Linked DNA regions of Mus musculus: regions 2, 3 and 4 are each linked to region 1. A link is a contact called in public ChIA-PET, Hi-C and HiChIP or PLAC-seq data. All regions are on one chromosome and are shown on one strand. The core of a region is the stretch at or near the end of the contact, and the rest is flanking DNA. Distances in the headings are between cores, read along the strand shown.

Region 1 (3,048 bases), core at 329-2,828:
CTCATAAGACCATAGCTTTTACAGTAGCAGCAGTTCTTAGACCTAGCCAACCAAGGGTTCCCAAGGTGTCACTCAACACTGCAGGACAGTGATCCCCTCCTATGTGAACGTAAGGAATATCTGGAATGGCAAGACAGAAGTTGCCATTTTCTTTTCAGCTGTGAACTGGAATTTTATCATCTCCTGGGTATCTTACACTTCTCAGAAAGAAAGTCCTGGTGAACATTTACATGCGTCTTTAACACAACTGAGGACTATTAAGCTAGGCGCAACAGTACAGCTCTGAAAACCCTTCACCTGGGAGGTAGAGGCAGGAATGTTGTACAGCCAAGGCCAGCCTGGTCTATGTAAAAATCTCCAGATCTGCTAGGGCTATATGGTGACCCATACAGCAGCAAAACTTGAAAAACTGAGTTCCTTGAAGCAAATAAAAGGAGCAGAAATAATACCTGTGTGCCCTGGAGAATACGACACCTACAGGTTAAATCAACAACTGCACTAGAGCCCAAGATTCTGAATCTATATAACTACTTCTACCCCTCTGCTGCCACGCCCAGGAGCCCTCCTCCTCAAACTGTTTTATATTTTCACAAGTACCTATTATATTTACTACCAATTCTTTGTTCTCTAGCATGTAAAATGGGCATATATGAATAATCAGTATAAGACAATGCAGTTAGAGCAAATCAGCCCTGCATAGCACAAAATAGTTAATTAACACATTCCTGTTCAATGAAAAGCTGACCACAGACCGTCCCCTAAGGTGTAACTCACTGCAAGATACCAGTATGGGCACAAGGTGTGACAGAAGCTAATAACTGCTTACTGAACATCCATTCTCTCTTTCAGTCTTAGACACCCTACTAACTTTGTCGGTGTCGGAATATTATCCAATTGAAAGTCTGTATCTTGACAGCCTCCCTTGAGTCTGTAAGTGACCATGTAATGAAGAATACAAACAAGCAATCTTTTGAAGGATGTAGTGAATGGTAGAAATAAATGTTAAACTCGTGGAGACTGCGTTTTGCTGCTACAGCTTTCTGAGCCAGAATCTTAAGCACCCCAAACAGTCTGAGTAGCTCACTGAGACTTCCTGTGCACCTGGTTCAATGCTGGAGCATCAGCAGTATTTTGCATATGACCAGCTACCCAGGTCACAGCAGCCAATCAGAAACAGAATTTCGGTTCCTTTCTGAAGCTTCTATCCTTCTCTAGCCTTGAGTTTCCTGAGATTTCTGAAGACAGATAAAATAAGGTTTCAGACATAAACTGCAGACAAAGGGCCAGCTGTGCGGTTGTCCAGCGGTGTGATCCTGAACAAACCAAAACACTGAAGTATCCGATGCCCGCAGACAGGGGCGGGGCCTGGCCGCGGCCGCGCGTGACCCTGCGGCGCCGAAAGGAGGCCCCCCCGCCCGGAGCCGGGGTTACCTGACATCGCTGCCTCCTCGTCGTGCACCGCGCTCGCTGGCAGTGTAGCCAGGGGCTGCAGCCAGAGCACCAGCCACCACAACCTAGGCAGCATCGCGGCCAGAGCGGCGGAAGTGGCGCAGCGGACCAAGAGCGGGAAAGCGGAGGGAGGGGATTGCAGGGGCGGAGCCGGCTGCGGCCCCGCCCTTCCGCGGTCCGCCGAGCGGCTCTCCCAGTGGCCTCCAGGGGGCGATCACCTGCCTTCCCGATTCTTGCTCCTGGGCCAGCTTGCAGAGTTGGCGGGCAGTTTAAAACACGCCGGAGCCCCGCGCAGGGTTCTCAGAGCACTGGTGCGGGCCACTCAGAAAGGCAGGCTCTTCACATGCACCCTCTCAGAAATAAGACCAGCAAGCCCCACTTAGACAAAAGCCTGACTTGTTTGTTTGTTTGTCCCTCCTTTCACCTCTTCCTTTTTTTTTTTTTAAGCAACAAGTTGAGAAATTTGGTGCTTAAATAATTTGTGTCTAAGCTCATGAACACAGTATCTTTCAAAAAAAAAAAAAAAACCCAAAAGGGTTATATAAGTTCACTATTAATAAAGTGTTACTTTAATAGAGATCTGGAGGCTGGAGAGATGGTCCAGTGCTTAGGAACACTTATCGCTCTTCCAGAGAACCCATGTTTCCCAGCGTGCACATGGCAGCAGCCCCAAACATATGTAACTACAGTTTCATGGAATCAACTGCCCTCTTCTGAATTCTGCAGACATATGGTACACAGACATACACACAAGCTAAACACCCATACACTTAAATTAAAAAATAAGCCTTCTTTTAAAAATGAGATTGTATTTTTAAAAATTCAAAGATATAGTGAGTGTTCTAAACATAACCAACCTGGCAGAGATGATAGCTCTCTAAAGTCAGCCTATTGAGACAGAAGACTCCAAGAAACTGGAATGCTGCACAGTAAACCACTCTGGGGAGCAGAGAAAGCCACCACCAACCACAAGAGAATAGTCTGTCCTAGAAAGAGACTCACAGTTTCTGAGCCCTATGGTTTATTGATGATCAGGATAATTCTGTGTTAAGAGCAAGCCTTCTTTGGTCTCTGGAAACCTTTCAGTGTGACTTACTATTTCATACTTGAAGTAGGGCAGAAGAGTGTGGTGGTAGTGGACTGTAATCCCACCATTTGAGAAACAGAGTTAATGATGGGTAAGGTGAGCCTAAGTGGCATAGGGGATCCAAGGCTAGTCTGGCTACATGAGACCTAATTTAACCTTCCTCTGATCCCCATCCCTGCCCCACCACACACACAAAGCTAGAGTAAGAAGTTGTGTTCTTTTCTCTAATTCCAGTCTTCCACTAACAGCACTAAGCTCGATATAATAGAAATCTTTTTTTTTTAATAACTCAGCTTCAATTTTTTTTAATGGTCTAAATAGGAAAGAATGTCTCTGAGTTATCTAAAGGAGGCTTTCACCAAATGCCCCGTATATGTGTATACCTAGTATGTGGCTGTAAAAGCTCAGAGTTTTTTTTTTTAAGGAAATTATTAGGGGCTGATTTTTAAAAATAAACCTTCATTATTGGAATCTGTCCTTTATCATTTTTTTTCCCTGGATCCCCTTGGTAT
Region 2 (3,048 bases), core at 166-2,665, 230 kb before region 1:
TATTTTCAATTGATTTTAACAAAGACAATATAATTATTCTATAACAAAGAAAATAATTTTATCAGTATGATCAGTAGGAATGTTTCCATAAAGAGTGCCTATTGGTTGCATTTTAACAGACTACAGTGCCGTTCCATCTCTGGATTCCATGTTCAAAGCTCAGAGCAGATCACACACATACCAATTGCATTGTTCAAGATGTATTCTTCTCTGAATAAATCTTGAGTTAAATTCTGTCTTGCTTTTTTAGCTTCTGAGAGTGCTAAGGAAGGAGGAAAAGAGAAGAAAATGAAGGCAAGAGCAACTACAAATCATAAAGACGGCTTCTGGTCAATACAGTCTCAGATATCATTAAGTGCTGAAAGCAGGGGAACTGTCAGATGGCTTTAATGTTTGAAGTTACCCATGTTGGTGACACATTACCCTTTGGCAGAGACCCATGATCCAATGTCAAATTTTCAAAGAAAAATTCTTTTGTAAGTACATCACACACACACACACACACACACACACACACAATCTGATCTTTCACCCACAGTTTCTGGCTCCTTAAGTCCCTTTTCAAAGTAGGTCACAAACACTAGAACCTCTCTGCTCAAAGCAGGTCACAGTCTCTGTTCTTTCCCTCCCACTACTTAGAGCTGGTTATAGAGACATTCTGACCTGTATCACAAGACCCTCATTTGAAGAGTCCTCTTCCAGACTTCAGAGGAAAAAAATGAGCAGAGGAAGCAGTGTCCCACTTGGTTACTTGCATTAGCTTAGACCTATTCACCAATCACATTTCTGCATGTCATTCTAAGTTAAACTCATGCTTACATAATGAAGTCTTCAGAAAATCCAAAGGCTCCAGAATAATTACAGATAATTTATCAAGAGAATATATCCTGAACAATGCCATTGGTTTATGTTTGTGCTTTGCTCTGAGCTCTGAAATTCGAGATTTAATAGATCCCCATGAGGAAGTTTCACACAGCCAAGAGAGCATGGAAGTTTCACAGCCACTTCCCTGTACCTGATCCAATGTTTGTGTCATTTAAGAGGACAGTACATGTAAGTATCACTCCAAATTCTGTGGCCACTGTGGCATACTAACTGACCCAGGCACCAAAATCCACAGATGCCCAAGTTTCTTGGAGGGGATGGTATCATACTATGCACTGTGAGTCTCCTTTAGGTGATCTATAACACCTAGCGTAAACTGTTGCCACATGGCATCTAGAGGAGAAAGAGAAGACAAAAAGGTTGTACCTATTTGGTACAAAATTTTTCCCAAATATTTCCCATCTATAGTAAGTTGAATCCATAAGGCAGAATGTCAGACACCAAGGGCCAACTAGAGTCTCCTAAGAAAGATCTGTTGAGACTGCTATTATGATGCAAATGAGGGATAGTTCCTGAAGGGGAAAACCCTTATCTGTTGCCCTTTGCTGAGCTAAAGGCTTCCCTACCAACTCTCAGACTCTAACTTCACCCCCAAACTTCCTCAGGGTTCCTTCTAATTTTATTTTAAGCTAATTTTATATAAATCACCTAGTTACATATAAATTAAAATTAAATTACATTCACCTTTAAAGTATCTACTTATTGTAGAATTTTCTAGAAATCACATGCATTGTTTTGTACATATACGCTAGAACAATTATGGAACTTCTACTGTGTCTAAAGAAGACTATAAAGTCAGTTGTGGGTGGTATTTATGTTAGAAATGTCCCCAGTAGGCTCAGCTATCTGAACACTTGGCCATGGGTTGTGGTGCTGTTTGGAGAGGGCCTGAGAGTTATAATCACTGGGACAGCCTCACCCCACTTAAAGATGGAGATAACCCCAGCTCTCTCAGTGCCCTGCTCTGGCTGCCTACTACCATTCCTCCCTGTCTCAGACTCTCCCCCAGAACCATAGGCTAAAATAAGCCCTTCCTCCTGTAAGTTGTTTTGGTAACAGCGTTTCATCACAGAACAGTGACTCAAACTAGAACAACTCATTTTCAAAAACTGCTCACAACTCAAAGCAGCTAACCTCAATCAAAGCATTTGGTGTTCCAATAAGGAGCCTGACAAGATTGTAGCCCTACTCTAAAGAAAAGGCCCCCTGGGGGAAATGAACAATAATTTTACAATATTCATGGTACACTCATTAAGAGATTGAGCACAGGCATGTATGAGACTCAGGTTTGACTCTTAGTGTACATGCAGTTGTACATATGTATACACACACACCACAAACACAAGTATAACACACACAGGCACAGGCATTTGGTGCACACACACATAGGCAAAGGCATACAGGTACGCACACAGACAAACATGTGCCACACATACAGGTACATAGTCACACATTCACACAAAGTCTCTCTCACACACACAGTATCTCATGCACACACATACAGGTACACAGGAACATGCACACACACAGTCTCACACACATACAGTTATAGATATACACGTGCACACACACACATTTTATATCACATGTGTATGCAGTCACAGGTATTCCAGCATTCATATACACAGTCATAAGTACACAGGCACACACACATACACACAGTCACACACATGCACACACAGGCACAGATGTATGTATAATGCATACACACCTAAAGAATTCATGTTGTAGGCAAAACCACAATTCGGTTAACACATCGCTTTAAGCAATTAAGTTTTCCATCATGAAGCAATTTTAACTTGCAGTTACTTTAATCTGAGTGATCATGTGACTCCGATCCTGACGCTACATGGGTTTCCTTCCTACTCATAATGCAGTGGTTTACATAAACTTGTAAATTTGGTGAACAAAGGTTGTCTTTTAATAATCAAGCAAATTCATACATAATTTTAAAATTACATAAAATTAGAACAAAAACGAAGAAAATCCCCTAGCCGTAGCAACTCCGTAAGAAGGAACATACTGCAAAAATTCCTTTCAGCGGGACAACCACAGTGACAGCAGTGAGTTCATAAACTCTCTCTCGAGAACAAATACTTATCATTTTAGTTAAATACGTAAACTGAATTGAGCAATAATTAAAAAAAAGCAAATCTTCATTTA
Region 3 (3,048 bases), core at 338-2,837, 210 kb after region 1:
GGGAGACTCAGCTAAACAGGAGTTAGAGTAAATTCTTGGAAAGAGTTTTGATTCCCGCGAGACAGAAAACTTTCATCTATAGTTTATAAGCTATATGTCCCAAAGCAGAGGTCTTCGAAAGTCCTGGATCTTGTTCCCCCAACTTAATGGACATGTGTTTGTTTTATTGACATGTTGTGCATATCATACAATGCACCTATGAATGACACATTTAAAGGCCCAGGTAAGACCAGATGTGGAAACTTGTAACAACTTCATTCCACACCCCAATGAGTTGGTCTACAATGATGTGTGTGCACCCTTTCTGCAACATCTCTACCTACCCCCAGCCCTCTGGGTGTTTGGTTTTTTTTCCTATGTGACCTCTTGGCTTCAAATCAGACAATTTTTTTACTGTACTAGAAGGAAAGGTAGGAAATATCAATTTATTTGTGCCCAGAATGCAAAAGGTCATCTTTTTCAGAGGAAAGGTGAATTTCATAGCACAGCAAATCTCTGGCTCAGCTGCACCTCCATAGCCAAATATTAAGTAAATGAAGCCTCTGTGTGTGTGTGTGTGTGTGTGTGTGTGTGTGTGTGTGTGTGTGTGTGTGTGTGTGTTTTGTGCATGTGCATGTCTGTGTGTGCTATATGTGCATACAAGTGTACATATATACACACAGAGGCCAGAAGAAGATATCGAGCATTCCACTCTATCCCCCTTTGCCTTATTCCTTATGACATGGCCTTGCTTTGGACCTGGAGCTCAGCTGGTGACCATGTAAGCCCCAGTGACCATCCTGTCTCTCCCTCTGACAGGTGAACACAGCCACTCCCAGCTGTTTTACGTGTGTGCTGAGAGGTCAGATGCAGGTTGTCATCCTTGTGCAACAAATATTCTTATCCACGGAACCATCTCTCCAGCCCCCTGAGTTTTATTTTTATGAAAGAATGCAGCTTATGGAGGCAGATTCTCAAGACTTTGGTGGATTGTTCTGTGTTTAAAGTGTATTTTCTGAAATGTCCCAACATTGGGAAAACTTGAAAGTCTGCCTGGACTGTGAGCAGGTTGAACATTGTCTCCTAGAGATGACATTCAGCCCAATAGTGTAGAGCCTGAGTAGCAATGGCCGTACCAAATGTGGGGCAATCTGTGCTCCTCCATTGTCACAACAAACTACTGATCAAACTGAACAGAGATCTGTAAAGGAAACACTGAGAAGAACACAGACAACTTGAGGGGAGTGTGATCATATTGGCATCAAGGGTAAACCCAGGGTTCTTGGAGCAGCATATAGCAAGTGAACATTAAAAAGTTTTGAATAAGAACGTCTATTTAAATTACTGAGGAAACGGGGTCCATAATAAAATTGCTGCTGTATAGCAATCATTGGGGTAGAATCTGGAATACTTAACTGTGGTGTGATTACACTAACTATAAAACCTGTACTAATGTACTCTGTCTACTTCTGAAGCACAGTTTATCAGACAAGTATTAGTGGAACCCACTACACTGAAAGCCTTTAAAAAGGTATAGCTTCCACAATGACTGTGAACACAAGCTGAGCGTCACTAGCCACCATGTGCATCCTGCCATGCACCCACAGGGGAGATGGGCTGCAGCTCATACTCTGGCTCTGAGTCATTTCCAGCCAGTCACCTGCCCACTGTAAAGAAAGGACTATCTAAGGCTTAAAAATAGATGCACCTGCTTTTCTGACGGGAATTTCATTTCAATGATGATGAAAACAAATGGGGCAGAAAAATGTGCAGTTGCTTCAGCCTTCCCTAGGAATGCTGGAAAATCCTATGCCTACCCAGGCACTCTACACACAAACCTTTGCCTCATCTGCTCCACTTGCACATGACTCTAGGGGAGGGAAAAGAAGGCTGGTCATACGCTATGATGGCCATTCTTGTGCACTGTGTAGTGCACGTGGTTCTGAGAAGATGACCTAGAACTTCTGAGGTTGGGACCTTGGACTGCAAAACAGAGCTCAGAAATCAGTGCTCACTAGGGTTTGAACATCGTCAGTAGAAATGGATTTGGTTTTCCCACAACGAATTTAAATATGGCATAGAGTTACAGGTTATCGTATCAGGTCAGTAACATTTCTAGAAATGTCATGAATATCTTGAAAAGCAAATAGGAAAAGGGTATTTTTTTTCTAACTCTCCAGAATAGACACACATGCTATATCTTTGTATCATTTGTTCTGCTGATCTTAGACAAGAAACGGGATAAAGAAAACATCTTACTGGAGTTCTGACTCACCTAGGATGACTGGTGAGGCACCAGCCCCCACCCCAATACCTGGCCTAACTGGGACCCTGTGCCCCAGGGCCCAGAGGAAGCAGGAACTCCTCCAAGCTGGAGACATACATTTCTTCTGGATTGCAACTGCACCTAGGAGCTGATTCTGTGTGCTCTAGCCTTCCCCCACCCAACCCACCCCCACAGATAGCTTGACCTCCCCCAGGAGTCCTGACATACACAGAATCACAAGTGAGGCTCCAGGCCCCACCCCCAATACCTGGCCTAACTGAGACACCCCTGGGGACCAGAGGAATTAGGAACTACACACACACACACACACACACACACACCAGCAGGAGACACACATTTCTTCTGGCTTGAATCAAGCCTGGAACCAGATCCTGTACTCCAGCCCCCATCCCAACCCTGCCCATAGCCAGAAACAGTGTGTCTTCAAGGATTTCTGACACAGCCAGCCTCAGAGATCAGGCCCTCCAAACTCCATCCCATACCTAGAGACAGCCTGGCTCAAGGAGGCCCAACATAACCAGGCTCACAGGAGGGACAGGCTCCAGTCAGAGACAGGAAGGCCAGTTAACACCAGAGATAACCAGATGGTGAGAGGCAAATTGAAGAACATAAGCAACAGAAACCAATGCCACTTGGCAACATCAGAACCCAGTTCTCCCACCTCAGTGAGCCCTGAATACCCCAACACACCTAAAAAGCAAGATTCAGATCTAAAATTCCATCTCATGAAGAAAGACATAAATAACTCCCTTAAAGAAATACAGGAGAACACAGGTAAACAA
Region 4 (3,048 bases), core at 247-2,746, 170 kb before region 1:
CGAACCTGCCCCAAAAGCAAAACAAAACATGTTTATTTAACATCTTTGCTACTTTAAATAATTTTAATCTACCTTGTATGAAGATATTTTAACTCTTATTTTCTTACCAGAGATTAGGGAAAGACTTAAGGTTACTGACTGAGGAAAGAGGGCCCTGGGTGGGATTTGGTACAGTTATGACAGCAGCTCCCTGGAAGCCTGTGTGTTTCCAGTGTCAGGGAGTTAGCACCTGTCTACTACTGCCTTCCAGAGACGACCACTGGCAGTAAAGCAACTGCAGTTGTGACAAGGGACATCTCTCCGTGTTGGTCATCTTTCCTTTATTTCTGTTGAGGAACATATTTCCTCAGGAAGAAAAAAAAATTGTTTTTTGAACAGACTTAAGACAAGCAGGCTCTAACAGTTTGCCACACCCCCACATCAGTGTTTTCACAGCTGAGTGGTTCCCAGCCTCAAGCTTCTTTTCATAGAGGAAACTGTTGTGATAATAAAGAAACCTGATGTGGGGTGTGTGGGGGCAGTTCTGAGCCCCATGTTTTAGTCTTGTGTAACCTTTTTTAGAAGTTGCTCAACCCTCTAAGCTTCCGTTTCCAAACTGTATGTCACACAGGGCAGGGTAATCTCACGACAGAGGAAGCAGAACGACTCAGGCTTTGAACAGGAAGAGGACCACAGAAGCATTTTGAGGCAGCACCAGTAGATAGGAGCCAGGTGTGGTGCACACACCTTTAGCCCTAGCATTTGGGAGGCAGACGCAGACGAATCTTTTGAGTTCCAGGCTACCCTGGTCTACAGAATGAGTTCCAGGACAGCCAGGTCTAGAAAGAAAGAAAGAAAGAGAGAGAGAGAGAGAGAGGGAGAGAGAGAGAGAGAGAAGAAATAAAGAATAGAAATAATGATGTAGGCATACTACATGGTTCTTAGAAGACAGAACTTCTCAAGTCCAACAAGGTGTAAGTCCCCTTGCTTTGGTGTGTAGGCTGCTACTTGGTGGCAGATGGAATATGTCCCTGGAATGTTTGAGTGGAGTTGGCTGTGAGCTGCTTTATAGTGCTTGCCCAAGACCGGCCTCAGAGTCTGGAAGACACAATGCCTGCTGCTCATCCACTTAGCACATGGATCTGGCAGCATGATTGTCATCCCTCACCATTCTCACAGAGAAGAGAATTACGTCAATGTAATTGAGATAAAGCTGTGTCATGATTAAGGACCTTGTAGCAATCTGCCTTTCCTCGGACGTCGTGACACTCTGTCTTGCTATGGCCCTGTAACATAAATTCTAATTCAAGGCTTTTTCTTTTTCTTTCACTGAACATTCAGTTTCTTTAAGAGTGTAATTGGTTTACAAGACTTTTGAGAAATACGTTTGTTTCAATCTTTAGATTGTAACTGCAGTCTTGCACGCTGAAAATGTGCGGTGACTCACTAGCAGGTCAGCTTCCCTGACAGGTTGCTGCCAGCTATGTGTTAGTGGGAGAGACGCCCTGACATCATCCCTGAACTGCTTTCTCTTTCATATTCTTGTGTTCTTGCAGCTGTGAGCCAGAGGGTGGGTGAGGCTGAGAAAGAAGCAGGCTTTAGAAATGTCAGACATCCTCCTGGAGCTGCTCTGTGTCTCCGAGAAGGCTGCTAACATCGCCAGGGCGTGCAGGCAGCAGGAGACCCTCTTCCAGCTGCTCATTGAGGAGAAGAAAGGTGCAGAGAAGAACAAGAAGTTTGCTGCAGATTTCAAGACCCTGGCGGATGTGCTGGTGCAGGAAGTTATAAAACAGAACATGGAAAACAAGGTAAGAGGTCAGGCCACGGTGGCTGCAGGACACCTGCCTCCGTGCTTCCTCTGGTTCCCTCAGAATAAACAGCAGGCCTTTTACTGACTCTTATGTTCTCTTAGGTCCAAACAAACACCTTGCAGCCTTGCCTTATTTTTATTACAGTATTAAAATGGTCTTTGCAGGAAATCATTGAAGTATAGAAAAGCAAACAGGATGAGAGTGCTCAGATTCCTAACCTGAGTATATGGTATTGACCCTCTTACTTATTGATGGGTTTCTTGTTAATAAATAATATATGCTCTCTGCACCAGAGCACACTGAGCTACATGCTCCCGAGGGCCACTGACGCTTCCTTCTGTGTGTCCACGCTCTGACCCACTTATTTCAGAGCAGTGTTTGGCTTCTCAGCTAAACCATTTATCTAATGTTTTGCTTTGGTTATGGGCTTGGAATTAGGCGAACTCTCCCTTTATTCTACTATAAAAATATGGTCATGACAAACACTGATTGTGATTCTATGTGTGGAAATGGCTAGAAAAAGCCAGGCTTCTTGAGTCGTAGCAGTAACACCAGCAAGCAGTGCTCACTGAGGCTGCATGGACTTGACTTTGTTACCCCTATAAGAATTCTGTAAGGTTAGAGCCATTGTTCTACTGGGATGAAGCTGTCACAGAGAGCTGGAGTAAGTTGCCTGAATTGACGCTGCCCAGCATGACAGCTTGAGTTCTTCAACATAGGAAATGGTTTCTAAGTCTGTGTCACTGGGCATTCTGTCGTCTTTTATATAACTCGCCCCACCTTCTTTTTTTTTTTTTTAAATTTGGGAGGATGGAACTTTATGATAGAAAATAATATAAAACACTTCAATATCTTTATTGAACTTTTTAAACCTGAGGACTACTGTAGAATTCAGTAAAATCTTGACCACCAGTGTGAGAAGAGAATACATGAATTATACAAAATCTCCATAGACTATATATTTTTTCATGCCCTTTACTACCTGGCTTTGGTGAGCTAAATGAAGGAAGCTTGTTTTCTGTTGTTACCAGTGGAGACCCTTGGATACAAAGGCGGGTTGGGCAACTGGACTGGATATATGTCAACATTTTATGGGTTGATATGTGCCTCTAAACAATAGAACAAGCCCAGGCAATTGTTCATGAAGTAATGCCAGAATTTATTAAACAAATACTTTCCATTTGAGCTGCTTTAGATACTTCTATTTCAGGCCCCCTCTGTCTGCATTCCTCTGAATAGCTCTGTAAGCAGGTGTGGG

Evidence for each region. HiChIP or PLAC-seq counts read pairs in DNA pulled down with a chosen protein or histone mark. A called contact is a pair of places that touch in the nucleus more often than the background predicts. ChIA-PET counts read pairs in DNA pulled down with a chosen protein or histone mark.
Region 2: a contact with region 1 is called in a Hi-C map of the MNK3 cell line, with 4 times the contacts expected there. The contact joins the enhancer-like site here to the promoter of Nemp2 in region 1. A contact is called at or near these places in 4 of 39 promoter capture datasets (the C10 cell line, the HPC-7 cell line, pre-B cells and 1 more), 3 of 15 datasets of contacts at CTCF or cohesin (large pre-B cells, pro-B cells and stem cell-derived epiblast-like cells), 95 of 484 Hi-C or Micro-C datasets (3T3-L1-derived adipocytes, the AML12 cell line, B cells and 61 more), 9 of 115 datasets of contacts at active chromatin or transcription factors (the HPC-7 cell line, acute myeloid leukemia, astrocytes and 6 more) and 3 of 9 other capture datasets (adipose tissue, liver and pancreatic islet).
Region 3: a contact with region 1 is called in a RAD21 HiChIP or PLAC-seq map of pro-B cells, with 7 times the contacts expected there. The contact joins the enhancer-like site here to the promoter of Nemp2 in region 1. A contact is called at or near these places in 2 of 15 datasets of contacts at CTCF or cohesin (large pre-B cells and pro-B cells), 2 of 484 Hi-C or Micro-C datasets (the HL-1 cell line and bone marrow-derived macrophages), 11 of 115 datasets of contacts at active chromatin or transcription factors (bone marrow-derived macrophages, cardiomyocytes, embryonic forebrain and 6 more) and 1 of 9 other capture datasets (pancreatic islet).
Region 4: a contact with region 1 is called in an RNA polymerase II ChIA-PET map of effector CD8 T cells, with 88 read pairs. The contact joins the enhancer-like site here to the promoter of Nemp2 in region 1. A contact is called at or near these places in 8 of 39 promoter capture datasets (the C10 cell line, the HPC-7 cell line, the SN4741 cell line and 4 more), 2 of 15 datasets of contacts at CTCF or cohesin (large pre-B cells and pro-B cells), 45 of 484 Hi-C or Micro-C datasets (the BV-2 cell line, the C10 cell line, CD4 T cells and 32 more), 7 of 115 datasets of contacts at active chromatin or transcription factors (DN3 thymocytes, the HPC-7 cell line, bone marrow-derived macrophages and 3 more) and 4 of 9 other capture datasets (adipose tissue, embryonic stem cells, liver and 1 more).

What each region holds. Positions count from the first base shown.
Region 1 is chr1:52,629,235-52,632,282 of GRCm38.p6, reverse strand. It overlaps Nemp2 (nuclear envelope integral membrane protein 2), which reads right to left and starts at 1,578. Exons shown (of 9, transcript NM_001142647.1): 1 at 1,432-1,578. The coding sequence starts at 1,525.
Region 2 is chr1:52,862,763-52,865,810 of GRCm38.p6, reverse strand. It overlaps Hibch (3-hydroxyisobutyryl-Coenzyme A hydrolase), which reads right to left. Exons shown (of 14, transcript NM_146108.2): 5 at 182-262. Among named protein-coding and RNA genes, the nearest start is that of Hibch, 19 kb to the right of the region's middle. Within about 2 kb of position 1,415, at least 9 of the 459 cell types and tissues checked have an H3K27ac peak or open chromatin away from gene starts, as enhancers often do. A contact at or near this core is called in the MNK3 cell line, Th17 cells, Th2 cells and 1 more, where this site is marked.
Region 3 is chr1:52,418,165-52,421,212 of GRCm38.p6, reverse strand. No RefSeq gene overlaps it. Among named protein-coding and RNA genes, the nearest start is that of Gm23460, 25 kb to the left of the region's middle. Within about 2 kb of position 1,587, at least 11 of the 459 cell types and tissues checked have an H3K27ac peak or open chromatin away from gene starts, as enhancers often do. A contact at or near this core is called in pro-B cells, where this site is marked.
Region 4 is chr1:52,798,024-52,801,071 of GRCm38.p6, reverse strand. Inpp1 (inositol polyphosphate-1-phosphatase) reads left to right here. Exons shown (of 6, transcript NM_008384.2): 2 at 1,536-1,787. The coding sequence starts at 1,584. Among named protein-coding and RNA genes, the nearest start is that of Inpp1, 18 kb to the left of the region's middle. Within about 2 kb of position 1,496, at least 252 of the 459 cell types and tissues checked have an H3K27ac peak or open chromatin away from gene starts, as enhancers often do. A contact at or near this core is called in the BV-2 cell line, CD8 T cells, DN3 thymocytes and 28 more, where this site is marked.